Linked DNA regions of Mus musculus: regions 1, 3, 4, 5, 6 and 7 are each linked to region 2. Evidence: chromatin contacts called from public Hi-C and HiChIP or PLAC-seq data. All regions are on one chromosome and are shown on one strand. Each heading gives the region's core, a stretch centred on a gene start, on an enhancer-like site or on the middle of the called end of the contact. The rest is flanking DNA. Distances are from core to core; before and after follow the strand shown. Region 1 overlaps Map3k3 (mitogen-activated protein kinase kinase kinase 3). Region 2 overlaps Mrc2 (mannose receptor, C type 2). Region 3 overlaps Ace (angiotensin I converting enzyme (peptidyl-dipeptidase A) 1). Region 4 holds the start of Cyb561 (cytochrome b-561). Region 5 holds the start of Taco1 (translational activator of mitochondrially encoded cytochrome c oxidase I). Region 6 holds the start of Dcaf7 (DDB1 and CUL4 associated factor 7). Region 7 holds the start of Kcnh6 (potassium voltage-gated channel, subfamily H (eag-related), member 6).

The links. Hi-C and Micro-C count contacts between places; a contact is called where the count stands out from the background. HiChIP or PLAC-seq counts read pairs in DNA pulled down with a chosen protein or histone mark.
Region 1: an H3K27ac HiChIP or PLAC-seq map of the NIH/3T3 cell line shows a contact between it and region 2, with 8 times the contacts expected there. The contact joins two enhancer-like sites. A contact is called at or near these places in 2 of 115 datasets of contacts at active chromatin or transcription factors (the NIH/3T3 cell line and large pre-B cells) and 2 of 9 other capture datasets (embryonic stem cells and embryonic tail).
Region 3: a contact with region 2 is called in a Hi-C map of bone marrow-derived macrophages, with 15 read pairs. The contact joins two enhancer-like sites. A contact is called at or near these places in 2 of 39 promoter capture datasets (cranial neural crest and embryonic stem cells), 1 of 484 Hi-C or Micro-C datasets (bone marrow-derived macrophages), 1 of 115 datasets of contacts at active chromatin or transcription factors (bone marrow-derived macrophages) and 3 of 9 other capture datasets (adipose tissue, liver and macrophages).
Region 4: a contact with region 2 is called in a Hi-C map of bone marrow-derived macrophages, with 16 read pairs. The contact joins the promoter of Cyb561 here to the enhancer-like site in region 2. A contact is called at or near these places in 1 of 39 promoter capture datasets (cranial neural crest), 1 of 484 Hi-C or Micro-C datasets (bone marrow-derived macrophages) and 10 of 115 datasets of contacts at active chromatin or transcription factors (T-cell acute lymphoblastic leukemia, bone marrow-derived macrophages, embryonic basal ganglia and 7 more).
Region 5: an H3K4me3 HiChIP or PLAC-seq map of embryonic basal ganglia shows a contact between it and region 2, with 6 times the contacts expected there. The contact joins the promoter of Taco1 here to the enhancer-like site in region 2. A contact is called at or near these places in 3 of 39 promoter capture datasets (cranial neural crest, embryonic stem cells and frontonasal cranial neural crest), 2 of 115 datasets of contacts at active chromatin or transcription factors (bone marrow-derived macrophages and embryonic basal ganglia) and 1 of 9 other capture datasets (embryonic stem cells).
Region 6: a contact with region 2 is called in an H3K4me3 HiChIP or PLAC-seq map of bone marrow-derived macrophages, with 6 times the contacts expected there. The contact joins the promoter of Dcaf7 here to the enhancer-like site in region 2. A contact is called at or near these places in 3 of 39 promoter capture datasets (cranial neural crest, embryonic stem cells and stem cell-derived epiblast-like cells), 2 of 484 Hi-C or Micro-C datasets (bone marrow-derived macrophages and brain), 14 of 115 datasets of contacts at active chromatin or transcription factors (astrocytes, bone marrow-derived macrophages, embryonic basal ganglia and 9 more) and 1 of 9 other capture datasets (embryonic stem cells).
Region 7: a contact with region 2 is called in a Hi-C map of bone marrow-derived macrophages, with 17 read pairs. The contact joins the promoter of Kcnh6 here to the enhancer-like site in region 2. A contact is called at or near these places in 3 of 39 promoter capture datasets (embryonic stem cells and liver), 2 of 484 Hi-C or Micro-C datasets (the G1E-ER4 cell line and bone marrow-derived macrophages), 4 of 115 datasets of contacts at active chromatin or transcription factors (bone marrow-derived macrophages, embryonic basal ganglia, embryonic hindbrain and 1 more) and 1 of 9 other capture datasets (macrophages).

Annotation. Positions count from the first base shown.
Region 1 is chr11:106,133,772-106,137,988 of GRCm38.p6, forward strand. The region is part of intron 6 of Map3k3 (mitogen-activated protein kinase kinase kinase 3); the gene reads left to right. Among named protein-coding and RNA genes, the nearest start is that of Gm10840, 24 kb to the right of the region's middle. Within about 2 kb of position 1,615, at least 242 of the 459 cell types and tissues checked have an H3K27ac peak or open chromatin away from gene starts, as enhancers often do. A contact at or near this core is called in the NIH/3T3 cell line, where this site is marked.
Region 2 is chr11:105,309,726-105,313,761 of GRCm38.p6, forward strand. All of the region lies in intron 1 of Mrc2 (mannose receptor, C type 2), which reads left to right. Among named protein-coding and RNA genes, the nearest start is that of Mrc2, 19 kb to the left of the region's middle. Within about 2 kb of position 2,071, at least 119 of the 459 cell types and tissues checked have an H3K27ac peak or open chromatin away from gene starts, as enhancers often do. A contact at or near this core is called in the NIH/3T3 cell line, bone marrow-derived macrophages and brain, where this site is marked.
Region 3 is chr11:105,988,607-105,992,766 of GRCm38.p6, forward strand. It overlaps Ace (angiotensin I converting enzyme (peptidyl-dipeptidase A) 1), which reads left to right. Exons shown (of 25, transcript NM_207624.6): 24 at 1-10; 25 at 196-1,358. The coding sequence ends at 428. Among named protein-coding and RNA genes, the nearest start is that of Ace3, 4.0 kb to the right of the region's middle. Within about 2 kb of position 1,910, at least 14 of the 459 cell types and tissues checked have an H3K27ac peak or open chromatin away from gene starts, as enhancers often do. A contact at or near this core is called in bone marrow-derived macrophages, where this site is marked.
Region 4 is chr11:105,942,800-105,946,535 of GRCm38.p6, forward strand. Cyb561 (cytochrome b-561) reads right to left here and starts at 1,688. Exons shown (of 6, transcript NM_007805.5): 1 at 1,312-1,688.
Region 5 is chr11:106,063,593-106,067,440 of GRCm38.p6, forward strand. Taco1 (translational activator of mitochondrially encoded cytochrome c oxidase I) reads left to right here and starts at 2,499. Exons shown (of 5, transcript NM_027346.2): 1 at 2,499-2,926. The coding sequence starts at 2,656. Taco1os (a long non-coding RNA gene) reads right to left here and starts at 2,449. Exons shown (of 3, transcript XR_003949781.1): 1 at 2,290-2,449; 2 at 553-1,704.
Region 6 is chr11:106,035,482-106,039,796 of GRCm38.p6, forward strand. It overlaps Dcaf7 (DDB1 and CUL4 associated factor 7), which reads left to right and starts at 1,391. Exons shown (of 7, transcript NM_027946.3): 1 at 1,391-1,780. The coding sequence starts at 1,643. It overlaps Kcnh6 (potassium voltage-gated channel, subfamily H (eag-related), member 6), which reads left to right. Exons shown (of 13, transcript NM_001037712.2): 13 at 1-113.
Region 7 is chr11:106,005,334-106,009,667 of GRCm38.p6, forward strand. Kcnh6 (potassium voltage-gated channel, subfamily H (eag-related), member 6) reads left to right here and starts at 2,815. Exons shown (of 13, transcript NM_001037712.2): 1 at 2,815-2,945; 2 at 3,650-3,880. The coding sequence starts at 2,870. It overlaps Ace3 (angiotensin I converting enzyme (peptidyl-dipeptidase A) 3), which reads left to right. Exons shown (of 15, transcript NM_001101453.3): 14 at 1-131; 15 at 1,617-2,217. The coding sequence ends at 110. The region is part of intron 2 of Gm35971 (a long non-coding RNA gene); the gene reads right to left.

The DNA of each region.
Region 1 (4,217 bases), core at 365-2,864, 820 kb after region 2:
GTTACACCGTCTTCCCTCCCACCCCCAGTACAGGGGGTTGAACTCAAGACTCTAGCCATACTTATCAGCGCTCTACCTGAGCTATACCTTTCTTGCTTTTCCACTTTAATCCCATGGTCAGCAGGCCAGACTGCAACCCTGAAGATCAGTGGAGGCAATTGATCTTTTGAAGGTGTTTGGTGAAAGCTAGTGGCTTAAGGGGTGGGGTGGGGTGGTATTATACATACATATATATATATATATATATATATACACACACACACACACACAGCCTCTATCATCATACACATATACAGTATACCATATATATGATCAGAATATTTTAGAGATCTCAGCAAATGAGAGGAATAAGCTTCTAAAGAGAGGGAAGACAAATAGACCACAGATATGTGAACTTCAGCAGGAGGTGCTTTGTGGAATCTAGGACAGTAATGCCGTGAAAAGGAGAAAAATATCTACCTCCAAGTAGAGGGTGAGTTCAGATGAAGGGAAAAAGGGAAAAGCTGGAATCTTATTATAGCAATAGCTGGTAGCAGAAAGTCAAAACACTGCATAGTATAAACTTCCAGTCCCGGGACAAGAAACCATGATGGTTGAGGTGGTTTCTGCTATTACACATTGAGAAAATAAAATGGTCTCCTTCCTTCACTCCAGAGGTTCTTTTCTCCTCACAGTAAATTCTGTGATACTACGTAAGATTATAAAGTGTATGATGATAATACCTGCTTAAAAACTGAAACATAGGTTGCTGCTAGTGTCTGTGGGATAGAAAGGTTGAGAAGTATTTTTGTACAGCCTTATCCCCCATGTTAGCAGTTCAAGAAATGTTGCTTCCAGTTTTCTATTGAAGAAGAAGAAAAAAGATTAGATTACTGTCCTATCTCATCTGTCCCCTAAAAGAGAAAAGGATTTAGAATATCTCTTTGTACTTGCAGTGACCTGCACATTAACACTGACCCAAAGCCCTAGAACTCCCTGTGGAGGCAGCTTCCTGATTGCATCAGCTTCCTGATGAGGGTTCTCTGAGGAGAGTGAGAGGCTGCATTTCAGCCTCAGTCAGAATACAAACAGTTTCTGCTCGGCTTCTCTGGGTTAAAGAAACTAGCAGAGTGACATAATCTGGGACGAATTGTAACAGCTCATGCTTAAACCCTGGACTTCTCTTTCCATTTAGAATGCCTTCAGAGGAAGCTCTTCAGATAGGCTTCGGCGATGCTGCCTGGGCCTCTTGATGTGGCTAGAGCAGCACAGCCAGCCTGGAGTATCAGTAAAGGCTGTCCCCTGGGAGTCCCCCTCCCATCCCTTGCCATCCCTCCCACCAGCGTGCCCTCAAAGACTGTGGAGTCAGTTGTGCTTTGATAGTAGAGCTCTGCACCTTCTGGAGCTCTCCTGGGCATTGCTAGTAAATATGCTCAGCAGCATCATGGCCTGTCCGTCTCTCACTTGTTCTCAACGGTTGATGTGCCTCTCATTGACTCAGTTTTTGAAATGAAGATAAAAACAAAACTGAAAATACCCTGGAGCAGTCATGCTGCCTCCTGCTGTTTCCATTTGCTTCCTCTGATAGTCACTGGTCTGGGGAGACTTCCCTTTCCTGCTCCAGGCAGTGGGCCTGTGCACAATAGCCCCTGGCATGTCGCCCATCAGATAGCAAGGCTGGTTTTTTGTAGGCCACAGTGTGGATTGGAAAAAGTGAAAGTCTCTGGCTGGAAATAAAAGCTCAGAAAACCTTTGCTCTTACCCCACCCCCACCCCAGGCCCTCCAGGGTCTGCGGCAGTGGCCTTGTATACTAGATTGATCCCAACTGCCAAAGCCAGGGGGAATCAATCCCCTACTACTACTAATATCAATATCAAATATCACCAACAAGAAAGAGGGTTTTTTGTTTTTCTAATTAATCACTTATAAGAGACTTTTAAGTTTTGTTCTAGGTAAAATTATAGTCTCTTCTTATTCTAGAGCATCTTGGGTTCAAATGCTAGAAAAGAACCATTGTAATTTCTTTCAGAAAGAAGAGATTTAATATAGAATTCTGGATTATGGAACTAGTGAAAGTGAAAGAAGCAGACACACAGGAGGCAGGAGTCATCTTAGCATTTCTTTAGTCTTGCCTGTCCTGGAACTCACTCTGTAGACCAGGCTGACCTTGAACTGACAGAGATCCACCTGCCTCTGCCTCCTGAGTGCAGGGATTAAAGGTGTGCGCCATCACTGCCTGGCATCTTAGCTGATTTTATTGCTCTGTGAGTTGAGTTCACGGCAGAATATCCCTAAATTTATACTCAGAGCAGCTTTAGTTTCTATAGAGCTTTAAAATACCTAGATAAATTGTCTCCTGCAGGCTGCTGAGATCATTTCAATACCATGGCTCAGGTACTGACTTACTTCAGAACTGGTAGCTTTCACTCTGTGATGGAGTGGTTGAGACAGGAAGTACACAAAATTCTTTGCCTATTTTCAATACAATATTATAGCTTTATGTCAGCCCTCTATGTCCTTGGGTTGATGCTATTGGGCTTCTGGAGTTGCAAGGATAGTTTATTGAATATACACTCTAGGGGATATAGCTTAGACCTCAGAAGCTGAAAGCTACTACCTCTAACATTTCTTAGGGCCAGCTTATAAAGGCTAACACTGCAAAATCCACAGTGAGCTCATACACGGGTGCAGGAAGTGCTCCCTGCTGGTCAGCCCGGACTCAAGCTATTTTAGACAAAACCGTTCATATGAACTTTATGACGGGCCCTAAGTGAAGCTCATGGTTGTAGAATTTCTTGGTGTGTATGTTTAATAATCTATTCCTGTCTGACTGAGATTGGTCTTTGTGTGGTTTGTGGGGTGACTCCTGAGCCCCAACAGATGCCTCCAAGAATCAATGGAAGTGTTCTCGGTGGTAATTCATCAAATATCTTCAGTAAAACCAAAAGAGCCATGTTGTGGAGCAACTGACTTCGTGTGGAAGAAGGAAGAACGCAGTCTCTTGAACCTGAGAATCATTTAATCTCTTTAGAAGCTGTCCTTTAATCACTGAATGTGAGACTCCTGTCATCCCAGCACTCAGGAGATGGAAGCAAGAGGACGTGTTCAATTCTGGCCTACAGTATATGGCCCTATCAAAAGCAAACGAAAAACAAAAGCTGTTTTTCCCTAGGCATGGTGGTAGGATGCCTTTAATCCTAGGGCTCAAGAGACAGGAGCAGGTTTATCTCTGAGTTCAAGGCCACCCTGGTCTTTCAGGCCAGCCAGAATTATATAGTGAAACCCTGTCTCAAAACAGAACAACAGCAAAAACCCATCGTTTTCCCAGCAGTTGCCTATTGCACTTTTTTCCCAGTATTTTTCTTCCTTCTGTTGCTCCTCCTTAGCCTCCCTGACTCAGAAAGTTTTGTTGAGGTCCATTTGTTTATGCTCAATATATTTTCTCTGGGTTTTAAAAGCATCTCAGCCAGACTCTTCAGCAGTCCTTACAGTATAGATGGACCTGCCGTCTATCTGTCCTGCCGTCTATCTGTCCTGCCTGGAGTGCAGGCTGAGTGAGCTATGTACAAAATTAAAACAGTACGTATCCTAAATTTTCCTTCTGAAACTGGTTTCTGTTAGAAAAGAGTGAAGTTGGGATGGCTAGGCACACCTTCCAGAGTAGAATGAGTCAAGTTCTTCCCCACACCTCTAGCTACTAAACTTGTTCTCTTAGAATTATATCGTGAAACCCTGTCTCAAAACAGAACAACAGCAAAAAACCCATCGTTTTCCCAGCACCTTTGCCTGTTGAGCCATCTCATTGACCTTGTTAGTATTTTTCTTGAACTGTCTAAAGATTGTTTTGTTCTCAAGATGTTTCCACAGAACATCTTGCCCGCAGAGTTCTACCCCAGAAAACTCAATTTAATAGCCGTGAAATAATTTGTTAAGGGATGACACCTTGCCATTTCTGGTGTCTGGGGATTTCTGGGTTGTAGGAGAGAGATAGAGGGTATAAAAGAGAAAAGGATTCTTAGGTTTCTGGCTTTCTTCATGGTGGAATAAATATGTTCCCCCAAACAGGAATCTAGGGGAGCAACGTCGAAGGCCAGAAGACAACCTGGTAGCCTCAGTTCTCTCTTTAGACCCTGTAGGCTCTGATGATTGAACTCATTGTTGTGAGGCTTGGTGCAAGCTCCTTGTACCTTTGCCGGTTGAGCCATCTCATTGGCCTTGTTAGTATTTTTCTTGAACT
Region 2 (4,036 bases), core at 821-3,320:
CACTCATCACAAAAACAACAGTTAAATGGCTATACCCTAGTATTTTTACACAATTCGACCAGTTGGAGCTCTAACTGAGTAATGGTACACAAATACCTGTTAGAGCTGTAACAACCACCTGACCCATTAAAAAAAAGGCCAAGATTCAAGCTGGGTGGTAGTGGTGGTGATGGGCACCTTTAATCACAGCACTTTGGGAGGCAGAGGCAGGCAGATCTCTGAGTTTAAAGCCAGCCAGGTTTACAAAGTGAGTTCAGGGCTACACAGAGAAACCCTGTGTTGGAAACCGAACGGCCAGGATTCAGGACTGGAGAGATGGCTTAGCAGTTAAGAGCAGGTTCTTACAGAGGGTTAGAGTTCATTTCTCAGGCAGCTTGCACCTGACTATGATTCTAGCTATAGGAGTATCTTAAACCTCTGGCCAGTTTGGGCACCTGCATACACACACACACACACACACACATACACACACACACACAAATTCTAAAGGCCAAGAGTCCCGTGTTTGGATTGGACCAGGACTTAACCTTGCTGTGTGCCACTTCGATTGCCAGCGGGTGATGGTGAAATGCATTCTAAGCTCCCAGTTCACATCCAACAGACATTCACCAGAAGTTTCTGAGCAAGGACTCTGAGAGGCCAGGGACAGCACAAGCCCTCATGGGCCAAACAGCCAATGGAGGTCTGTGCAGGCAGCTGTGAAATTCTGCCGTCGCGTTCAAGTGGTAATACTTGAGATACTCTTAACCCAGAAATTGAATGGAATGTTAATAATATCTCAAACCTTAATCTCTCAGTAACACGTCATTATGTTTCAGTATAATTAGATATTTCTTTGGACTCAGTATGTGTATCTAAATTTCTCTTTTAAAAAAAATGCTATTGGTGTGAGTGTGTGTGGGGTGTGTGCCTGTGTGCTTGTATGTTCATGTTTATGTGAGTACCCACAGAGGCCACAAGAGTGAGAGTTACAGGGGCTTGTGAGTCACCTGACATAGGTGCTAGGAACAGAACCCAAGCCCTCTGCAAAAAAGTAGGACTTGTTTTTTGGTCTTTTGAGACAGGGTTTCTCTGTGTAGCCCTGGCTGTCCTAGAACTTGTTTTGTAGACCAGGCTGGGTTCAAACTCCTAAGTGCTAGGATTAAAGGCCTGTATCACCAGTCCCGGCAGCAATTGCTCTTAACCACTGAGCCATCTCTCCAGAACCCCCCCCCTCCCCTAAAATGTTTATTTAGAATTCCATGGCCACTGAAACCCTCGGGTTGGCCCAAAAGAGAACTTTATTCCCGTTGGTGTTATGGGAAGCAGGAGGAGGCTTCTCACATTCCTAATATTTTTTTTTCATAGAACAAGCCTTGGTTTTTATTACGTTAAAAAAAGTCTCATATTAATTTTATTTTCTGACTCTATGCTTGTGCTTCAACGTTTCTACAATGATTTTTCCACTCCTCAGTAAGGGATACTATTACGGGGCTTTGAGTCAGCCTAGTTTTGTTAGAGTCTGTATTTTAGGAAAGCTTACCACGGTATGGCAAGTGAGAGCCTCCAAACACCGTCCCTGTAAGAGCAAAAATGATATTTCTAGTATTTCAGTCCTTGCTGCCCCCCCCCACCCCCGAAGTCAAAATTAAATTTAAAGGAATGATGCTTTTCTGAAATGTGTGTGGATGTCTCCAAATACGTTCACTCAGCCATTCATCCCCAGCAGTTATGTGGGTGTCTAACCTGGTATAGAGGCCGGGACTCAGAAATAAGTGATTCTCTGAAATAATACGCTCATAGTTCCCTCCCACACACTGATGGCTCCCAGGAGCCTTGGAGACCTGCCTTCATAGAGTACTGGCGGTTGTTGGGGGCAGATCCTCTCAAGGTTGCCGAGGGCAGCGCTTTGGCGTGGATGTATTTCACCCACGCGTGTCCGGGTCTGAATTCCAATTTTGGCCCGGGGCAGTGGGGTTGGACTGTGCTGGCCTAGAAAATCATTTCCTGCCGTCATCGTCACAGTATCCGTGGTTGTGCAAGTGCCCTCATCGGGAAGGAAGTGGCTGATGGGCTGTTTGTTTTGGCTGGGGGCTCGCAGATGGCCTCTGGGGAGAGGGCCGGGTGAGCTGGGCACAGATCTCAGGGCGCCCCGGGCAGGGACCTGAGCCAGGCCCTCGCGGGTGTGGTAGGCTCCTGGGATGGTCGGGGATGCGGGTCTGGGTCTTTAGTGAAGGAGCTGATCCTGAGAGTAGCAAAGAGAGTCTCTGCTTTTGTGGACTCTAGGTGGCTCTAGGCTTTGTCATGGAAGATGAAGCCTGGGAAGGGACAGGCTGAAAAGGCATTGGTGATGCTTGGTCATGAGAAGACAAAAGCCATCAGGGTGGGCCGAATGATCTCCAGCCTCCCCCCCTCCCCCCCGTTTTGTTTGTGTTTGCCTTTTAGAGGTGTTCGTTTGTGTGTTTGTTTGTTTGTTTGTTTTAATAAAATTGTGTGTGTGTGTGTGTGTGTGTGTGTGTGTGTACACGTGTGCCCGCGAGTGTATGCAGGTACCCTAGGAGATCAGAAGAGAGTATCTATCAGATCCTGTGGCTCTGGAGTTACAGGCTGCCTTACATGGTCACTGGCAAGTGAATTCTGATCCTATGGAAGAGCAATGAGTGCTCTTAACCACTGATCCAGCCTTTGTGTATGTTTTAGAACAGGGTCTTACTCTGTGGCCCCAGCTGGCCTCTTAAGTACCAGTCATCTTGCCTCAAGCCTGCTGAGTGCTGAGACTGCAGACATCTGCCACGACGCCTGGCTAAGATCCAGTCGTCCCAACAAGCCAGGGAGAGAGCCAGGGTGGTGAAGGTTTGTGTTCCCAGAAAACCCCAGGGTTCAAGCCCCACCAAGACCCTTTTCCTGGGCCAGGACTTCAGATCCACCGGAAAGCGCACAGATCTAGGCTTCCCACAGTCTCCAGCAAGGTCTCTTGCATTTAACAGGGAGACGAGAATCTCACGCCTACACTCATTCCCGTCAGGCATCGGATAACACACTTGTCAGCCCACATGTTAAACCAGAAGGAAGGACATGTCTGGAAAAGAAGGAGAGAGGAATCCATCCCGTGGCGACTGCACAGCAAAGGGCAGAGCAGCCTGTGCTGCGGGCAAAGGGTTAGGCAAAAGCACTTGAAGCAATGGGTGGCCCACAGTTTGGACAGGCAGGAACTGATAGCTGCTGAGCAGGAGGAAGGAGAGGAGAGAGGGAAACCCACCTCAGGTTTTTGGTAGGGTGAAGTGGGGTAGGACTGTGTGTCTCGAGGGGAGGGATGGCTCCACCCCCTTGCCCAGAGTCCCTGTGTCTACAACTATATGGGCACAGTCTAGCAGAGGGAATGTAGGGTGAACTGCTGGGTCTCCAGGGCTGACCCCTTAGCAAAGTGGAGCTGGCAGCTTCTGCTGACTCAAGGACATTTCCAGGCTTGACCTTAAGGCCAATTAAAAACAGCTGCTTCTCTTGGCTGGCAGCCCCTGAGCCAGGCTCTGGCTCTCCCTGGAATGACAGCCTCACCTCTCCCTCTATGTGACCTGGGGAGGGGACTAATAAGAGGGATGCTGAAGGACTGAAGGCCACACTGCAATCTTTAGGTCAGATCTCCCCCCCCCCCCACCCCCTAGAGTCACCAGCTCTCCAAGAGCTAAGCCAGATGGTGGCCGGGGCCCCAGTTTCAGATTCCAGTGTCTGGCCTTTGGGCCTGCGGTTCCCCAGCCTGGAACACCCTCCTGTCCTCGCCTCTGCTCCAGCGAGCCTTCAGGATTTCGTAGCACATGCCTTTCGTTCAACAGCGATTTCCTGAGTCTGCTGCTGCATGTCAGGCACCGGGCTCAAATTAGCTCCTCAACCGCTTCCTTCAGCAGCAATGTCTTCAGCTTGTCCTAGAGAGCAGCCGGTTAGCTAAGGGCTCCCACCTCTGGCCCGGTCTGCTCTGGAGGAGTCTGGTAAGCTTCAGGGGCAGCGAGGAGGTTTCTGTGGAGAAATAAAACCCGCCTTGCCACATTGCTTTAAAACCCAC
Region 3 (4,160 bases), core at 660-3,159, 680 kb after region 2:
CCAAACACCGGTACTACACCCACCCTGCCTCCAGCCCCCGGGCCCAGCTCCTAGAGCTCATATAGGGCTGAACCCCATTCCCAGTCCAGACAGTCTCCAGTCTGACCTCAGAGCAAGAACAGGGACGCCAGGACGCAAGACCCCAGCCCACCCGTCGCCCTGCCCACCGCCCTGTCTCCTTGCTTCCTCGCTCAGCTCGCGCAGAAGGCTCCACCGCAGAGTCCAACCGCGTCAATTTCCTGGGCCTGTACCTGGAGCCACAGCAGGCCCGCGTGGGCCAGTGGGTGCTGCTCTTCCTGGGCGTCGCCCTGCTCGTGGCCACCGTGGGTCTCGCCCATCGGCTCTACAACATCCGTAACCATCACAGCCTCCGCCGGCCCCACCGTGGGCCCCAGTTTGGGTCTGAGGTGGAGCTCAGACACTCCTGAGGTGACCCTGCTGGCAAGGCCAGCAGAGGAGTGTCCCATAAGAAACTGGATGGGGGACATGGTGTTTGAGTGGAACATACCCTAGCTGAGCCTTCCTCCTTTGCTGTCCCCATCCACTCTGCCCCACCCCCACCCCCCAGGCCCAGCCCCCATTCTCTGGATACCCAGTGTCTAACACCGACTTCCCTGCCCAGTCTCTGTGAATACAATTAAAGGTCCTCCCCCACACCTGAGTCTGTGTCCCTTGTGGGAAGCCAGGGACAGGACCGGCTGCTTGCCTGTCTCCTGACAGTCCCAGCACGACCCTTTACTGGTTGTCTTCGCAGTCTTCCTCCAAGCAGGAAGCTAATCCCAATTCCTCTGGACCCCATCCCCCACAACCTTTCCCACCAGCCTTCCTAACAGCCCAGGTGAGGTGGCTCCTGTCTTGCAGACCCATGAACTTGCCAGGGAGGAGCCTAGGAAACAGAGGGGAAGGAAGCAGGTAGGCTGCCTCCTTTATGTGTGGATACACTATAGATGGCTCATCCTGTCCCATGTGACCTCTCTGTGGCTGGGTGTCTTGGAGGAAGGCTCTGGATGCCCTTCCCTGCTACAGGGTGAGGGCCCTGGAAGGGCGTGCCTCACTGAGCATGCTGAAGCGGCCAGTATATAAGTGGACAGCCTGGGTTCCCTGACGGAGCCACGTAGGCTCTGCCCACAGGAAAGAGCATTAATCCGTGACCACACAGTGGGTTCACTGCTACTGCCCACCTCCTCATCCCGGAACACATCCCCTCAGCCTCAGCCATCCTTTGGAAGGCCTATTTGGATTTTAGGGGGTGTCACTTGAAGTAACTTTTTATCTACATATTTATGTAGTAAATTTGGAAAATCTGAATAAAAAGCCCATGGTAGCAACATTAAGAAATATAAGCACTGTTGAAGTTTTGGTATCGTTCAGACTTTTTCTTTTATTTATTTATTTATATTTATTTATTTTTCTCTACACACGATATGAGGTACCACTATATTCTATGTATCTTCCCCCCTTTATCATAAATGCATCTATTTTTACAAAAAAATATTTGATTGCTAATCCTAGTTCTTGGCCAAATGGAAAATGGTCAGATTTCTAGGGCAGAATCTTGCCTTCCCGCTGGGTCTCACCTCTGTTAGGACCCTCACCCCAAATTGTCTCTATCTCTCTCTTTCTCTGTTTCTGTCTCTCACTTGCTCATTCTCTGTACGTGATGTACAGGGATATGGAGTTGAGGACTTTTAGATTTACAAGAGGGTGGAAGTTTACAATTCAGCAAGACAATGAAACTTATAAACACACCCTCTGGATTGTTCCAAGGCATATAACCACAGACTTTAGTTCCCCCACCCCCACCCCTTCCCTTTTGCAATTTGTTTGCAAGACAAAGGTCATTGTCCCATAACCTCCTTTTCTATTTTTATAAACTACAGTTTCAGGCTGCCTCTCAGGGCTGTGGGCAATGTGAGGTCACCAGCCTTCACCCAAAGGACCAAACTTCAGGCTGAGGGCAAAGGATTTCACAATGTGGTTACCGTGGCAAACTCTTATTCTCTCTCTCTCTCTCTCCCTCTCTCTCCCTCTCTCTCTCTCTCTCTCTCTCTCTCTCTCTCTCTCTCTCTCTCTCTCTGTGTGTGTGTGTGTGTGTGTGTGTGTGTGTGTGTGCGCGCGCGCTAGCGCCCTGTATAGAGGTCAGAGGACAACTTACAGAAGTCTGTTCTCTGCTCCTAGCATGGTTCCGTGGCTGGAACTCAGGCTGTCGGGTTTGCACACCAAGAGTTTACCCCACTGTGCCCTCTTGCCAGCCCTTATTTCAGTTGTTTGGGGCATGTGCACATGCAGGTACCCTGAAGCACTTCTGGAGGTCGGAGGACAGGCAGGAGTCTTCCTTATATTGTGTGGGACCTGGGGACCAAACTTGGGCTGCCCGGCTTGGCAACACCTTTACTCACCAAGTCATTTGCCAATCCTCCACTTTATTTTTTGAGACAAAGTTTCTCACAGAACCAGGAACTTGTCCATTCCACTAGACTACTAGCCCCAGGGATCCAACTGTCACGGCTGCTGTTAAGCCTGGATGTGCACAGCCATGCCCAGCTTTTACAAGGGTGCTGGGGATTTGAACCTAGGTCCTTGTGATTGTACCACAAGCACTTTTCCAATGGAGTTGTCATCTTAGTCTTCACCCCCCCCCCACTCCGTTTTTTGAAGCATTACAGTTGTTTTGGATTTAATGAGACAGAGGTGTTGCTATGTGATCCAGGCTGACCTCAGATCCTAGGGAATAGTAATATATATATATATATATATATATATATATATATATATATATATATATTATGTATATATATATACACACACATACATACATATATATTCAACATTCTCAAACACTACATTTGTTCATGCTTCATGCTTCTATGGGTGAAAAGGATGATGGAGTCTACCTGGAAGTTTGCAGAGAAAGAGAGAGTAGTGGTCCTCCTGCCTCAGTGTCCCCAGTACTGGAATTCCAGGTGTGAGAGACCACACCTGGCCACCTGACAGCGCACATTCTTCATGGCTAGTCCACGAGTTTTATTTGGTTTTAAATTGCATTTGATTACTGGGGGTGGCTCACCACAGCACACATGGGAGAGGTCTGAGGACAACGTCTTTCCTCAGTGCCATCTGCTCTGATCACTGTCTCTGTCACCGGGCACCGGCTCTTGAACCAGAGCATTTGGTTCAGTCCAGCTTCCGTTATTTTCCCTGTGTCTATAAGCAAGCCCCTCTGCTTGTCTCCATCTGAAGCTGGATGGTGATGGTGCACGCCTTTAATCCCAGCACTTTTGGGAGGCAGAGGCAGATGTAGTCAGTGAGAGGCAGAGGCAGGTGGATTTTTGAGTTCGAGGCCAGCCTGGTCTTCGAATTGAGTTCCAGGACAGCCAGGGCTACACAGAGAAACCCTGTCTCGAAAAAAAAAAAAAACAACAAAACAAAACAAAAACAAAACTAAACGTGAAAGTCCCCTTAAAGGCAGAGCCTGGGACGTCCTCTGCGGGGGCAGGTTACTGTAGCCACACCTGGCTTTAGATTTCCTTCTACTTGAGAAGATTCACTTTTATGAGCTGTGCCGTGTGTTATGGATGTAGCTCAGTCAGGCGAGTGGATGTGATCCCCAGCACAACAGAAACCAGAAGTAAAGGCATGTGCCTGCAGAACTAGGGAGATAGGAAGAGGAATTGGGAGTTCAAGATCACCCTCAGCTTCAGAGGTCCAAGCCAGCTTGGACTCCAGGAGACACAGCCTAGAAAGGAAGGGGTTGAGGCAGGGAAGGAAGAAGGTAGGAAAAAGAAATTAAGCCTTTTAGTTCAGGCTTTACGAAAGGTATCATATCTGTACTGTAAGAGGTGATGGGCTGCTGGACCCAGGTACCAGCGCTTTGTGGCAGAGGCACTGGCCTCCCCTGTGGCCACAGGACTCTAGGCTCTACTCAGCCACTCAGTGCTTCTTTGTTTTGGTTTTTGGTTTGTTTGTTTTTTTTCCCATCTACTATCTTGGGAGTCCCTTTTCTTGTCTTCTAGATCAGCTCTGCGTTTTTTGCTTTTGCTGGGCATGGTGACACGGGCACGCCTTTGATTCTAGAATTCACAAGATTAAGGCAGGAACACACTTAGTTCCAGACCAGCCAGCCTTAGGCTTCAGAGCAAGACACTATCTCAACAACGCCA
Region 4 (3,736 bases), core at 438-2,937, 630 kb after region 2:
CCTAAGCAAACAGCAGTTGAACAAAAATAACATCTCCTAAACGTCATAGTGACGTCAACGGACCCATGAAGATGACCAGATCCCTCCTGCCCCACCACCAACCCATTCATTCCCCCTATAGAGTACAAACTTCTAGAGCGAGGAAGACTGTCAAACAGTCTGCCTTTAGTTCTTGTTGCGGGGGAGGGGGCGTTAGACCAAGATCTCCCTCTGTAGGTCTGCTGGCTTTAAACGTTCAGTCTCCCTGCATCAGGCTCCCACATTCTAGGAACACAGCCTCTTGTCACCACAAGTGACCTAGGTGGTAATTTTAATGTCTGAAATTTCATATTCCCACTTGTACTCTAATTAATTGTGAGGCGATTAGAAAATGGAACGCAAGGCCTGGCATGGCCTTTAATCCCAGCATTCAGATGTCTGTAAGTTCAAGAAACCTGGGCTCTGCCTACCCAGGGACAATGGCAGGGCAGGGCATCTGTGTGCAACTCTACTTCTGGTTCCAGGAGCTCCTCCTACAAGGGGTGGGGTTGGAGCAGTCCAGTATTTTCCTCCCAGATCCAAGTGCTGAGGAGCAATCAAGGTATCTAAGGGAGGTGAGAACACTTTGCTTTTTGTTTTGTTAAGAAGCGGACAGAACTCAGGTATCGGAGATGGGGCTTTTCTTAAAGAAAATTGCCAAGACAAAAAAAGGAAGGGCAACCAAAAGTGTCTGTGACTTGTGGTGCTGCAGCGCCTGTGGAAAGGTGGTAAGGGTAAGAAGAGAAGTGACCGGAAAGGGGGAGGTGGCCTGGCTACCACTCCAGGAGTCAGAGGCGGCAGCAGATCCCTCTCTCCGAGAAGTTCCGCCCCTGAGTCACTTCCAAGGCCAAAGCACGAAGCCAGGCGTTCTGCCAGGATAGGAACTAGTTATCCTGCCCGAGGACGGTGGGATGCGGAAGAAGAGAAAGAGGATCCACCAGGCCCGCACCTGAGCGCAGGGACCGGCCGCGGGGACAGTGGGAGCTCAGTCGTGGCGAATGCAGATTGGTCCACTCCCACCCACTTTGTTCTACAGTACAGCCGCAGGCCCCTGGACTTGAATTCAAGTCACCAGCAGTCCCCATTCTAACTCGGGCAGACGCGGCCCGCGCTCCCCCGGCTGCCTTGCCGGGTGCCAGCAGCACAACACCCGCGTCAGGGGACAAGCCGGGCAGCGCCGGGTCGGTGCGGGCAGGTGCGCGCGGAAGGGCGGCTCGAAGCCCTGCCTCACCTGGCCACAGTCCCCTCCGCCCCTCCGCGCGGAACTCGGCTCCCCACCTCCCCGTCGCCTACCTTGTCCCGCCGCCGCCAGGCCTGCGCGCGTCCACGCGCCGCGCCCCGGACGCTCGGCAGGTTCCACGAGCCTCGGCGCGACGGCGTCGCCATGGAGACGGGGCGGCGGCGGGGAAGCGGTAGCGCGCGCGAGGAGGCGACGGTCACCTGCGCCGGAAGTCCCGCCAGGCGCCGGCACTCGGTAGGGCACCTCGGCTACACCGACCCGCACTCAGGACCCGAACTCCAGCAGCTTCGGGACTGGCTCCGGACTGGCTCGGGACCGGCGTGCGGGGAAGGTTAGCGGCGCGGGTTCGGCGCCCGGGTTCCCGGTCTCTAGCTTCTCGCTCGCTACTCTCCACGCCCAAACCCAGGAGGCCGCTAGGTGTCAGGCCTGGCCTGGGCCCAAGCTCAGCTCCGGGAACCCAGGGTCACCTCTTCCAGCCCTCGTGGGCGGAGATGGCACTTTACACTTTACTGGAAGGCTGGGAATAACCCTGCCCTTCCGCATCTGCACACCAGCCACATTGACCACATAGACACTGTTGTTGATACAGTTTGCCTCCCATTTTTTCCACTCCAGGATACACACACACACACACACACACACACACACACACACACAGAGAGAGAGAGAGAGAGAGAGACAGAGACACCAATCTAAGGGTAAATTGTGTCCTTCCAACTTCTCATTTAAGTCCTAGACCTGGTGTATGCCAAGGTCTGTACTTAAGACTGTTGCCAAGACCAAGGCTGGGAGCTTAGCAGATCCTGGCCCGCTATCCAGGAAATGCTACGAATAGATAAGAGCCTAGCTCAGACTTCCTACAAGCTGGGAACAAAAGGTTCTTTCCTGTTGGATGCCTGGCCAGACTCACGGAGAGGAGGAGAGAAATGGGGTATTTTACCTTGTGAGGCAAAGCATGACTGTGAAGGCAGTCCCTGGAACACCTCAGCATGCTGGGAGCTGCCCACTGGTAGAAGCCAGAATTGGGGCGGGGGCTCCTTCTTAGAGGGTGGGTATGCTGTCTAGTGTACGGTTGAGAGAGAACCAAAAACCGGAATTACCTTATGGTAACTTTTCGTCTGGCAGAAGCTAATGGGCTTTTTAAGGTAAGCAACAGCTTCCTTGGTGGTGCAGGCAATAAATACATGCTTATAAACTAAACATGGCGCTGAGCCATTTCTCATTGTTTGCTGGGTATATTTGGGCTCCTGGGAGGAAAAGGAGGGACCGATTTTGGCAGGATGGAATCTTGTTTAAGTGTTGGTCTTAAAGTGCCTTCCAAGACCCGGGGAGGCTCCTGTTGGGAGAGTCCTTTGTTGGATCATCCCCTACCTCATTCCTTCAAGTCTCCAAGCTGACTGCTTCACAGTGCATTTCCTGACCGCCAGTGTGGCAGTATGGGAAAGACTAGAGTTATGACGACCACACATACACTCACACACACTCACGATGCAGGGAGGGGGTCTCTGAGCGAAAGGCCTTAAGGAGCAAAAAAAGGCACCGAGCAGAATAAATTTTGTCCTCATAACCAGGACGCCAGACCTAAGGCAGACCCACTCCCACCTGGCACATTCTTTCTCCCCAGGGCTACCCAGTGCAGAAAGCTGAGGGGAAAACCAGGATTCCTAGTTACATTTCTATCTTAGAAATTTAGCATGAATAGATCCTAAGCGTTTCTCAAATGTAACCAGGTCTTGTGTGTGTGTGTTTGTGTGTGTGTACGTGCACACGTGTACACACGTGCATCTGTGAGAGGTATTGACTTTTCTCTGTATAACCCTGGCTGTCCTGGAACACACTCTCTGTAGACCAGGCTGTCTTCAAATTCAGAGACCTGCCTGCCTCTGCCTCCTGGGTGCTGGAATTAAAGTTGTGTGCTACCACCACCCAGCCTGGTTTTACTTTGAAGGTAAGTTTTTAGTTTTTTGTTCATTTCACCAGGGAAGCCTAGTGTAGGTGTAGCTCCCAAGTGTTTCTGGAGTCCTTAGAGTCCAGAGGAATGTGAAAAGCGATACAAGAATCCACATGCCTGAGCCAAACAAATTTATATCAGTTCCAAAAACTGGGCCCTGCCCTACAATATCCCCTGGAGAGCTCTCAGCTCAGCAGCCACGGCCACCAGCAGCAGCAAGCAGGTCCTGTGTCCACCACCCTGAGACTGAGGCAGCAGCATCCTCAGGTCCCTTCAGGTTGTGGATATACATAATGGTTACTGTGATCAAGTTGAAAATAGAACCATGAATCACTATGGAAGAAAAGCTTATCTTCCAGATACATGGTCACTGAAGGTGACCAAGACAGCAGAGACCCAGGAAGGATCAGAGCATCTACTGGAACAACCCACCATGGGGGCAAGAGCAGCAGCCAGGCAAGACACCAGCCACAGTGCTTCCAGAGCCAGCAGTAAAGACAGCCACCTGAGACCTCAGGAACACTAAG
Region 5 (3,848 bases), core at 1,249-3,748, 750 kb after region 2:
TGTAAATGAGGAAAATACCTAATTAAAAAAAAAAGATCTAGCTGGGCAGTTGAGTTGCAGGTTTTTAATTCCAATGCTTGGGAGGCAAAGACAGATGGATCTTTGTGAGTTCAGGTCAGCCTGGACTACAGAGTGAGTTCCAGGACAGTCAGGACAACACAGAGAAACCCTGTCTTAAAAAAACAAAACAAAAATAGAATTTGAAGGAGTAGAGAGTGTAGAAATGGCTCAGCAGTTAAGAGTACTTGTAAGACACCCACACATATAAAATATAATCATTGAAGATTTTTTTAAATGAGTGTTTGCAGCATGTGTATGCAGTACCTACAGAAGTGGGAGGCGGGTATTGGATCCTCTAGGACTGGAGTTACAGAGGCTGTGAGGCTCCTACCCGATGTCTCTGCAAGAGCAGCAAGTGCTTTAAATGCTGAGCCATCGCTCCAGCCCCCTGGAGCTGAGTCCTGAAGAATGATTTCACCAGAAGAATGAAGGATGTCCTTCATAATGAAGGAGACTCAAGAGAAACAAAAGAGGCAAAGAATTCGTACTCACTCCCGGTAGCAGTGGCGTGGGCTTTTAGTCTTGGCACTCAGCAGGCAGAGGTGTATGAATCTCTGAGTCGGAAGCCAGTATGCTCTGCACAGTCAGTTCCAGGACAGCCAGGGCTCCACAAAGAAACCCTGTCTCAAAATACAAAACACGGGCTGGAGAGATGGCTCAGCAGTTAAGAGCACTGACTGCTCTTCCAGAGGTCCTGAGTTCAATTTCCAGCACCCACATAGTGGCTCACAACCGTCTGTAATGGGATCTGATGCCCTCTTCTGGAGTGTTTGAAGACAGCTACAGTGTACTTACACATAATAAATAAATCTTAAAAAAAAAAAAAAGAACTCAGGTTGTGCTTGGTGGCTGCCAGCTGCTATTCTGGAACTAGGAAGGAAACACAAGGATAATCTAACAGCTAACATAATGCCCTCCCATAGACATACATGAGAATGAAAGGTAAGTAGATTAATTTTGGACATATCCACTAAGAATATAAAATCTGGGGTCTGGAGAGATGGCTCAGTGGGTAGGAGCACTGACTGCTCTTCCAAAGGTCCTGAGTTCATATCCCAGCAACCACATGGTGGCTCACAACCATCAGTAATGAGATCTGATGCCTTCTGGTGTGTCTGAAGACAGCTACAGTGTACTTATGTATAATAATAAAATAAATCTTTTAAAAAATAATATAAAATCTGTGTCCGTGCCCTTCCCCTCATCCTGCTTATTCAAGGCCATTGTAGAAGGAAACAGAAAGTAAAGAACTTGCCCAAGGTTGCACTACTAAATGGCAGAAACACACTTTGAATTCATCCAGCCTAACTTTAGAGAGCAAGACTTCAAACTGCCTTCACACTGACCTGCTTTTTTAAATGTGTTACGCTCTTGAGACTTAATTCACCCCCCCCCTAGAGAGCTCTTAAAGAGTTTCAAGCAGCTGCTACATTATTTTTTCTTTATTTTTCCATAGTGTCCTTTTTCTCTTGTTTTCTCTGCCAAGAGAACCGATGGTGGAAGGGGCTGGAGAAATAGCTCAGCAGTTAAGGATATTGGTTGCCCTTCCAGAGGACCCAGGTTCAATTTCGATTCTCCATGTGACAGCTCACAACCATCAGTTCCAGGCTATCTTGATGTCAACCTTGGCGGCGGTTTCTTTATCTGTAAAATAAATATCTGAGAACACCAGGCACACATGTAGCGCACAGACATACATGCAGTCAAAACAACCATACACATATATTAAAAATACTTAAACTAATTTTAAAACAACAGATGGAAAACGAAGATAGCAGTTTGACTCAAAGGCTGGCCCGATCTTTTGTCCAGTATGGGTTGGCAAAACAGGCAATGCCATCCTTGTTTACAGAAATGAAATCTAAATCAGAAAGTTTTAAATGACTGGGCAAATCGCTTCTCGTCGGCTGGTGGGGTAGTGGCTTATTTTGTTTGGTTGTTTTTTTTTTTTTTTTTTGTCGTTGTTTGTTTTAATTAAAGTTTTTGCTTTTTTTTTTTTTTTGAGACAAAGTCCTAAGGTTTCCTTCGCCTCTTAAGTGCTGGAATCACAGACATGGCCTGCCACGCCCAGCATTTAGTACTTTTTTGTTTATTGCTTCCTTTTTTTAAACAGGCAACCTTGGCGGCGGTTTCTTTATCTGTAAAATGAACCGACTGAACTACATATTTCTTTTTCAACCAAACAATTCTTATTCTGGACTTGCTCAGTTAGGAAGGAAAGTCAGTCACCTGAATCTCTCCGGGAAGGTGATCTGTCGTTTCCAAGCAACCGGGAGCAAAGAAGGGTTGCGTCACTCCTGGCAGGGGCGGGGTTGGAACGAGTACCGCGAGGCAGCGGAACCAACTTTGCAGAATCCGGGAACGTCTTTTTGCGGCGGACCGGGCAAAGGAAGTGTACTGCACCATTTAGGGTCCCCGCGCCCGGCTCCTTCGCGGTCACTCAAGGCAGTGCAGCGTCAGGAAGAGCCGAACCTCTGAGTTTCTGGAGAGCTGTAGCAGCGGTCTGAACGTCCAGACCGGGTTGTTCCGGGGCCGGACTAGACGGGCTGATTTTAGCTGCTCATCTTTGCACCGCGCAGCCCCTTGTCGAAGCAGATGATGTCTTGGGCTGCCGCCAGCCTGAGAATGACCGCTGTCCCGTGCTTTCGTGTGCGATGCCTCGGGTTCCGCGTGGGTCCTTGGGGCGCCTCCCAGCATGCAAACCCCGGCTGTGGTGCAGCGCCACACAGGACGCTGCATGTCAGCGCGACGGCCTCGGCGGGACACAATAAGTGGTCTAAAGTCCGGCACATCAAGGGCCCCAAGGACATGGAAAGGAGTCGAATCTTCTCTAAACTCACTCTCAGTATCCGCCTGGCGGTTAAAGGTGAGAACCTGGTAGTCCTCACTGCTGGTCACTGAAGCTCTTTAGGTGCCTAAGGCTTCATTTAGGACCGTCCCCCCAACCCCCAGTTGTCATAATTGTCCTACTCATAACCCTCAAAGCACTTACTTACACTGGATATACCTGTTTTCCTTTTCAAAGACCTTCAGAGACCCGCCCTTAGATAAAAATGACTTCATCTAAGGGTATAGTTAGAAGGTACTTCATAGAAATACGCCTTAAGAAAGTGTGGCAGCGCGGCCGGCTTGCCCGATTTCCGCGAGTTGGTTCTGTCGGTGCCGGTCGCGGGTTCCCGTGTCGTTCCGGTCTTTTTCCGCTCCCGAACCTTTGTTTTATTTTGCCGGGCGAGGTGGCGCATGCCTTTAATCCCAGCACTCAGGAGGCAGAGGCAGGCGGATTTCTGAGTTCGAGGCCAGCCTGGTCTACAAAGTGAGTTCCAGGACAGCCAGGGCTACACAGAGAAACCCTGTCTCGAAAAACAAAAAACAAAAAACAAACAAACAAAAACAAAAAACAAAAAAAGAAAGTGTGGCAGAAGCCGGAGGCCTCGAACCAGACCAATAATTCATGGCAATGGACATTTGCAAGTGAAGCTGTTTGGACAAAAGAATATCCAGTGTGACACTCCACAACACCGCAGCTTCTGCTTCTACATCAGGGATGGGTTTGGTTTGGTTTTGTTTAGGGGAGGGAGACTGCAAGCGTGGAGAGGATGGATCTGGAGGGATGACAGGATCAGTGTGAGATTGGGGTGCATGATGCGAAATTCACAAAGAATCGATTTAAAAAGTTAAAGATATTTATCAAATAAAATGACTGGAAGAGGGAAAAGGAAAAAATAAAGCATAAAGAGTCAAGTCAGGGCTTGGAGAGATGGCTGGGCGGTTAAAAGCACTTGCTGCTC
Region 6 (4,315 bases), core at 141-2,640, 730 kb after region 2:
TGTACTACAAGACCATTATTAACCCACTGAAAAATCAGAAATGATGTAACCAATAGAAAACTATGGACCAAATTTCCTGATATGCACAGAAATAAAACGTTTCAATAAAATACACACCTAGGTATCCAGTTAATTTTCTTTTAACTTTTATTATTTTGAAACAGATTCTCAACTAGCCCAGGCTGCCTCTAATTGGCTCTGTAGCCCAGGATAAGAGTGACTTTCTGGTTCTCCTGACTCTACCTCCCAAGAGCTGGATTAGAGGTGTGTAACACCATGCCTAGGCTCTATGTAAAAATAAAAGTGCCCAGTAGACTTGTTCATACAGGTGGCCATTACTAAAAGATGGTTGATAAGTGTATACTATTGTCCCTCAAGGCTTCCAAGTGTTTGTATCCATTAAAAATTGTATTTTACAGACTGGAGAGGTAGGATAGCCCTATGGGCACTGGATGCTCTTGCAGCAGACCTGGGTTGGATTCCCATCTGTAACTAACTCCAGTTCCAGGGGATTGAATGCCTCTTCTGACCTCCGTGGGCAACTGTTCACATGTAGTACACTTACTTATACTCGGGCACATACAAATACACGTAAAATTAACGTGTTTTAAAGTACTGCCTAACAATTCAATACAACCCCTTTCAATATCGTTGAAAGAATTTACATTTATATTGGTGTACCTAGATCCAGGTTTTTCTGCATTTCAAACTCATGGCATATAAGCATTTAAAGTTGGATTACCATTTGGCTTCTGAACATCCCAGAGGAAGAAGGTAAGTGACTAATAGCCAGGTCATTTGCAAATCGATCCCAGAATTCAGGAGTCTCTTTAGTGTCTGTAGGAAAGCGCAGGAAAGCCTTAATCAATCTAGCCTGTCCCTGGACGTTTCTATCATGCCTGAAAGAGAACAGTTAAAAGGTGGGCATTGGAGCTGGAGAGAGTTCCCGTTTGGCAAAGACTGAGGGACCGCCGGACATAGGGAGATGTAATAAACGCAGGTGGTCCTCCATGAAGGTAGGTTTGACAGTTACTGTCAGTGGAGAGAGGTGATCAGAACAGCAGCAGCAGAGGAGAAATAGCAGGCTTTACTCTTGGCCTAGAATTTGGATCAGTAGAGGGGCACACTTGCCCCCATGCCACCCACGCCCCCATTCACCCGCACTGCGCCGTTATCCCCTTGACTGACATCTTGGGTAGCCAATGATCTTTGGGACTTCAAAAGAGCCCGCCTCCAGGAGCTGGGCGGGGCTAATGAGCAGAATGACAAACATTTTCACCAATAGTAAGGAGGGCGCGGGCGCTACAACTGTGTCGACCAATGAAAAGAAGGAACAGTTTGGAAAGGACGTACCCGGCAGCCAACGCTCGTCGCCGCTGCGGGGTCGCGTGGCTTCCGTTCCGAGAGGGCGGGCCGGCATCCCAAACGGAAGGTGGTAGCGCTGCCCGAGCTGGTTTGAAACTGGTGGTCGGGCCCGGCCGAGTGTGAGTGTGTGTAGCCGAGGACCCGCTGGAGGGCTAGGCCGTTCTTGACCGCCCCGGCCCCGCCTCCCCTCGGACCCGCGGACCCAAGCCCGGGTCCCCGCCTGTCTTGTGCCCCAGCCCGCTGCCTCTCTGGCCGGCTCTGCGGCCCAGCCGCCACCATGTCCCTGCACGGCAAACGGAAGGAGATCTACAAATATGAAGCGCCCTGGACTGTGTACGCCATGAACTGGAGCGTGCGGCCGGACAAGCGCTTTCGCCTGGCGCTGGGCAGCTTCGTGGAAGAGTACAACAACAAGGTGAGTTGTGCCGGGGCTCAGCGTGTAGCCGGCGGGGAACGCTCGAGGTGGGCGGCAGCCCCGGTCCCCACAACTCTCCTGCAAACTCGCCTTGACCACAACAAGGGGGTGGGTCCTCTGTGGTCCTGTCGCTGAGGTTGTCACACTCGTTGCCTCTTATTTAGTTTTGACAGCCGGGGGAAACCGAGGCACGGTGTTGTGACATGCCTGAGGCAGATAAGATTTTCGATGGTAGTAGCAGGTTTCAGATCGGAGTCACACCCCCAAAGCTATGTCCTCCGTCCCTCTCATTTCCCCCACTCCTGTCGCAGTGCTTCTGTTGCTAGGTGGGGGGCGGGAGAGAGGCAGTGGAGGAAGATGCGGCGCTTGGATTGGTGGTCGTGCATTCCTGGCCACGCGAGATTTCTGTTAGGGCTATTTATTGCAAGATCTTCCCCATCTCAGGTGTTTCTCATGGATACAGAGCCCTAATGCTAGGTTGTCATTGGTCATTGGTTTTGCTCCTTGATGTTCACCCTCCCCCAAACAGCCTATCCTTGGAAACCTTAGTCTGTGGCATTATCCCGCCATTATTTCTGAATAGAGAAAGATGACGTTTGACCTGTTCTTTTCGTGGTTCTTTACACATTCATTTGCAGCATTGCTGGACATCATCACTTCATCAAAACACTGGCAGAAGGAGAGAATTTTTATATGCAGGGTATAGGTTTGAAAGTATTGAGAAGAATTTTCTTTCCCTAATCTCTTACCTTCATTCTTTTGTTGTAATTTGAGTTAAAAAAAAAAAAATGAATGACAGTAATCAGAGATACTGAAAGCTTTGGCCAGTGGTATTTATAGCCAGTACTCTGCCTTACTCTTATGAACATCAGACTGGAGACAAATGACAAGATGGTGGGAGCAGTGGAAGAAGTAGGTGGTCTAGGATTTAGCTATAAGGCATTGAACAAACCAGATTTTATTATTTTTGACCCACAGTGATCTAGGAGAGGGCTTCTGTTTTATATGTGAAGGGTCAGGTGAAAACATTTGAGCATTTTAGGTTTGTTTATGGTATTTCGGGAGCACATGTGTTTCTCTGGGAAAGGGTCACCATTTTTTGGCATCTTCTTTGAGAAAAGGGTGAAAAGGATGGCCTTTGATTGTCTAGACGTCACACATACACCAGCAGTTTACAGTCCCAGGGAGTGTGTACCGAGCCGCCCTTTCCTAGTGAAGAGCCCTATTTCTTGTCTCCTCTCTAGTGGCTTTTTTTACCCCCACAGTGGCAGTAAAACTGGAGCTGGGCTTCAGGGTCCTGGTGTGCATAGTGTCTTATGAGGTTATTATTTTTTGAGACAGTCTCATGTGGCCCACCTGCCTCCACCTCCCAAATGCAGGGATCACCAACATATGCCACTGTGTCCCACTACCTTGTGGGTTTTGTTTTTCTAAAATAAAAGTGCCATATCTCCTTTGTTTGTTATCATAAGCTCCTTGAAGAAAGAAAATTTATTCCACTTTAGGACACACAGTGTTCATGTGGAACACCACAGTGGACGTGTTTGAGTGTGGGATAAACACGTCTGTGTTATTCAAATCAACCAACACTTGGAGTCATTAATCACTTTCCCATAGCTGCTGATATAACCAAAATCAGCCATGCATGAGACCCTGGGTTCCATCCCCAGCACAAGAATAAAAAAGTTTTCTAACTAAATTATCTGACTCCCTACCTCATCTGAACTGAGGCGCAGAGGCAGCTCATGCACAGCCACACAGGCTGGGGAGAACGTGGTTATGATTATCAGGTGGGGTCTAGAGAGAACCAGGGGTAATTCCTACCACCCGCATGGTGTCCCAATTCCAGTTCCAGGGGAGCCAACAGGCATGCATGAAGTACACATACATGCATAAAGAAGAGAGAATGAGAATTTAAAAGATGTCCACAAGGTGGTCAGACACCTTCTATGCATAAACAACAATTTAAAAACCAATCTTTCAAAAAATAAAAATGAGGAAAAGTAGGCCAAGAATGGTGACGTGCCTGAAATCTCAGCAGGTTCCGATTTGAAGGCCAGTCTGGGAGACTTTTTTTTTTTTCAGTGCGTGAACAAAACCCTCAGATATGTAGTTAAAGATCCTGCTTCGTAGCTCTCCTCTCTAGGGTTTCGTTTCCCAGGTTGGAGGAAGTTGTGAAGAGTGACTGCACAAGGCTCTGAAGGTAGGGGACAGACGAGGCACAGAATGGCAGAGCATGGGGAGACTGGAGGAAGGACTGGCTGTCAGCAAGATGACAGTGTCAGGGTCAATTTCCCCAGCACTCCCTTAGTGTGTAAGGAAGAGCAGTAGGATGCTGGACCGTGGGAGAGGATAAGAGGGGTACCTCTGGCTACAGATGCCAAACTCAGAAGAACTGTACTTGTCCGCAGCAGGAGTTTGTTGGACAAAGGGAAAAGGTCTTTTAGGACAAGAAGAAGGCATACAGGTTGACAACTACTTGGAAGCCTAAAGAAGGGGGAGCATGAAGTCAGGGCTAGCCTGGGATATAGAGCA
Region 7 (4,334 bases), core at 1,565-4,064, 700 kb after region 2:
TGCTGGGCCTCTGCTGCATCCTTATGCTGTGCTGTATTGGCCTGCTCATTCGGATAGTCACGCAGAACACCGAGAACACTCCATGGATGAAAAATGAAGGGCAGAGCTGAGAGGAGCCACCATGGAGATGGGTGAGAGACTGGGGGATAGGGTAGAAGGATGTCTGAGACAGACAGGCTAGGGAGGCTATGGGCTGCAGCCATAGTGCCCAGCTGTGACTGGGTGCAGCTGTGGCAGATCTGTGACTGTATGGTGTGATGGTGACTAACCTTGTATGTGATCCATGAGTGTCCTGGGTTCTGGGACCAACCCTACTTTCTAACAGTGGCTCAGAAACAATGGTTGTATTGAGTCAGTGTCTGTGTCCCTTTGAAGCTGCTTTCATACCAGGCCACATGAGAACTAACCCTTCACACAGCCTTGTTTTGTTCAGGAGTTTAGCTATGGGGCTTGTAGGGCTCTAGGCTCCAAGGAATCTCTAGAAAAAGGATTCACTGCCATCCACTTATAAACTGTCCTTCAGTAGGACCAGACATTCCTTTACGAATTGCTGATGCCCAGTTCCTGAGCACTGTGTTCTCTATATAGCCTACCACACTCTGATGAGCCTCTATCGTGCCCTTTCAGTCTGCATAATCCAGGCCCCAAAAAGGCTCTTTGTTTGACCACCTAAAATGCAAGTAACCTCACAAAACTGCCCCATGGCTCTCCCCACCCTAGCCCAGGCCCTCACGAATGGAGACAGTGGGTAGCTGGGCACTGAGCCAGGCGTGATTAATGATCAACTTCTTTAATATTTAAACAAAGCTCATCTCTAGTCACTCTGCTCCGGAGATGGCCTTGTTCAACACACACACACACCTGCTGCCTGGCCCGTTGCCCTGGAGAGCAAGCGCAGGGCAAACAGCACCTTTCCAGGCTCAGTGGGGGAAGGGAGAACTGGGAGAAGATACCATGAGGGGGGTTGCTGGGATCTGATGTTCTAAGGATAATCTTGGGAAAGGGGGGAGGGGCCTCTGCCTCTACTCTTTTAGCCCTTTCTGCCTTGCCTTCTGACCATAGGAATACCATACTCAATATTTACAGCTAAGTGGAAGCTGAAGCTCCAGGATTCCCGGGAAGCCTGGGAGTCAGTACCTGACAGGAAATAGGGAAGGCTTGAAGGGAAATAAGTTATAACCGGAAGTCACAGGGAAGAGGCACCAGGTAGCTCAAACATGAGACCAGCTTTTCTTAGAGATCTGAATACTAAAGTCACAGGCTGAGGAGACAGGCTAACAGAAAGGGATTCCGTGACCCCTCTCTCTGCCCGGGTCTCTAGATCTCTTCCCCATGTTCTTCCTAGTTCTAAACAGTTTCTACTCCAGGATCAGATTCTACAGCACTATTGTTTGATACCTCTGAATTATCCCGTGGTGTATTTATTGCTATAATGCCGTTGTTTGTCCTCATTACTAGATGTTAGGTCCATAAGGCTCAACATGCGTCGGGATTACTCTTTGTAATGTGGAGACCAGAAAAATGCTTGAATGAATAAGCAAATGAATGAATGTCTTACTGCGTAAGCCCATGCTACTGACTGGATAGGAAATACTGTCCCCACTTCTCTTCCACAGCCAGCCTGCTCCCCACATTCAGGGACAGCCAAGACATCTCTGCCCCCCCAGGAAACCACACTTGGCAGCCCTCTCATCTCTCAACCACTGTGGCCAAGGTCCCCCACCAGGTATTGTGGCAAGGACACATCCCGCCCAGGACTCTAAGCCTCTCACCTGGACTTCAGTGGAAACCTCACTGAGCCTCCTTGGCCACCCCCTCCACCCCCCCATCCACTTTGTAAAGTTTATATTTCTGCCAGAATATTTGCTTCAAAGGCCTTCAAATTTCCTTCCGAACCTCAGACTTCTTAAAAACGTAGCTGTCCATCAATTAAATCTGGATGTTCAAACTAGCACTGGATGCTGCTTGTCATTTTTTTCTCCTGCATTTTCACCTCCTCCATTGGCCAGTTCAGCCCCTCTGCATTGACACCACCCTTGGGCCTTTTCCGAAGGTGCATGTTTCATTTTGAATGCTTGCTACTAAAATGTGGCTCAAAATTGGTCTTGGGACCCTCTGCAAAGTTCCAAGTCCACCAAGGTGCTTAATGAACTGTGGCCCTTCTTTTCTCCTCTCAGAAAACCCCCCTTTTTTTCAATAAACTTCACCCCACCCCAATTTGCTTTTTCTAAGTGTGTTCATTTTTAATCAGTACACAGACACTTTTACCAGTGGTCACTTGCTAATAGGTGGCGGCCATTTGTGGGCAAGGGGCCTAAGTGCCCCATTGCCACAGTCAGTCCCAGCGGTAAATCCCTGAAGACAGCCTTCAACAAAAAACTATCTGAAGCCCCTAACAACTTCTGCCCTCCTCTGCCTGGAAAACTACTTCAGTATCAAAAGGGGTCCAAAGAGATGCTGAGGTCTCTGTCTATTTGGACATGAGCAGAAGTTCTTCAGAGTATCCCAGGTTCAGGACCCCTGCCCCTCTCTCTAGGATTCAGAGCCCCTTATGGATCAGAATTTGCTCTTGTCCTGACCCCCAACCCCAACCCCAACCCCGTCTGCCTGTCACGTCCCTTGGCTTATTTCAGCACCACGACGCGGACAGCTCCCGGGCGCAAGCCTCGTGGAAGGAGGAGGAGCGCTGAGCCGTGGGAGCGGGAGGACTAGAGAGGGCGGGGAGGGCAGACGCTGGAGGACGGGCGGGGCCCGATAGCCCTCCCCGGGGGCGGCGCCCACCCCAGCCCGACGCTGCTGAGCCCCAGGACTGACGGAGACGCCAGAAGCCAGGGCACCGGTCACTCCCAGCAAGTGGTGTTACAGAAAGATGCCAGTCCGCAGGGGCCACGTTGCTCCCCAAAACACTTACTTGGACACCATCATCCGCAAGTTTGAGGGCCAGAGTAAGTGTGAGGTTTGGGGGTGTGGGGGACTCTCTGCAGTACGGGTTGGATGGCAGGAGCAGCCAAACTCTTCACTAACTTCTGATGGGGTAAAAGAAATGGCAGGGCTGGGGGCTGGGGGGGGGGGTAGATTCTGAATACAAAATCTTTCGTTTTGATGTCCCCAACACCTCCTCCATATGTGCTGTGTCTTGGGCATAATGCCACTCTTCTACCTGCTCACAGCAGTTTTCTTGGTGTTACAAACCCTGGCCTGCCCTCTCAGTCACTGCCCACTTACCCCTCCAGACCATTCATGCCTCTCCTAGAGGTTTGCCTGACTTCCTTCTTTTCACCCACAGAGCAGGTCTGACTCCCTGGTCACAGTCCTGCTTTCTGGTCTGGATCCCAACTATTATTCCAGGAGTTCTGGGGTCTTCCTCCCACTCTACTGACCCTAGCCCCCAAGCTTGGTTCCCACACCCCTACTTTTCTGCTCCCTGCCTCCTTCATGCCCCTCTGTGCTCCCAGAAGGAATGACCTTTCCCCAGGACTCTTGGTTCTTCCACCCTCCCTTGCTCTGTCCTCCACCTCCCTCATTCTGGCCCCTGCCTGCTCCTGTGTATAAATCCCCTCCTTGGCTGCCACCGGTCCCTGTAATCTTTCTCTCCCAACTACCCACTCCTGGCTGCCACGGTCTTCCTACCTTTTTCTTCCCACCCCAGGTCGTAAGTTCCTGATTGCCAATGCACAGATGGAGAACTGTGCCATCATCTACTGCAATGATGGCTTCTGCGAACTCTTCGGCTACTCCCGTGTGGAGGTGATGCAGCGACCCTGTACCTGTGACTTCCTCACTGGCCCGAACACTCCGAGCAGTGCTGTGTCCCGCCTGGCGCAGGCCCTGCTTGGGGCTGAAGAGTGCAAGGTGGACATCCTCTACTATCGCAAGGATGGTGAGACTCAGTTGGGCCAAGGGTCCTGTAGGCTACCTTTCTTGTCTATCATGGAGTGCCCTGGGGGAAGGGTCTGACCTAAGAGCCAAAGAGCCTGGACCACTTCTATCCCCACTCTGGGCCTTGGTTTCCTTAGTATTAGAGAGAAGCAATGAGAATTGCATGTTATGTCTTCTAAGGGACTTGAGATTGGGCTGAGCCAGCTATTGGTACTGGTATAGAACAGCCTCTTGCTCCACTTTCCCTCCCCCACCTCCCAGCTACCTACTCTGTCACTGCCAGCCCCAGCTGTCAAGGATGGAAATTAACCTTCCCTCATCTGCTCTGGGGATTAAGGGAGGAGTCAGCCCCCCAAGGTCTCTCTGGCTAGGCAGTGCATGGGGGCTGCTGGCTGAAAGGAAGAGTGAATCTGGCTCACTTAGGTCCAGTGGTTTGGGAAGGTAGCCTTGGGTTT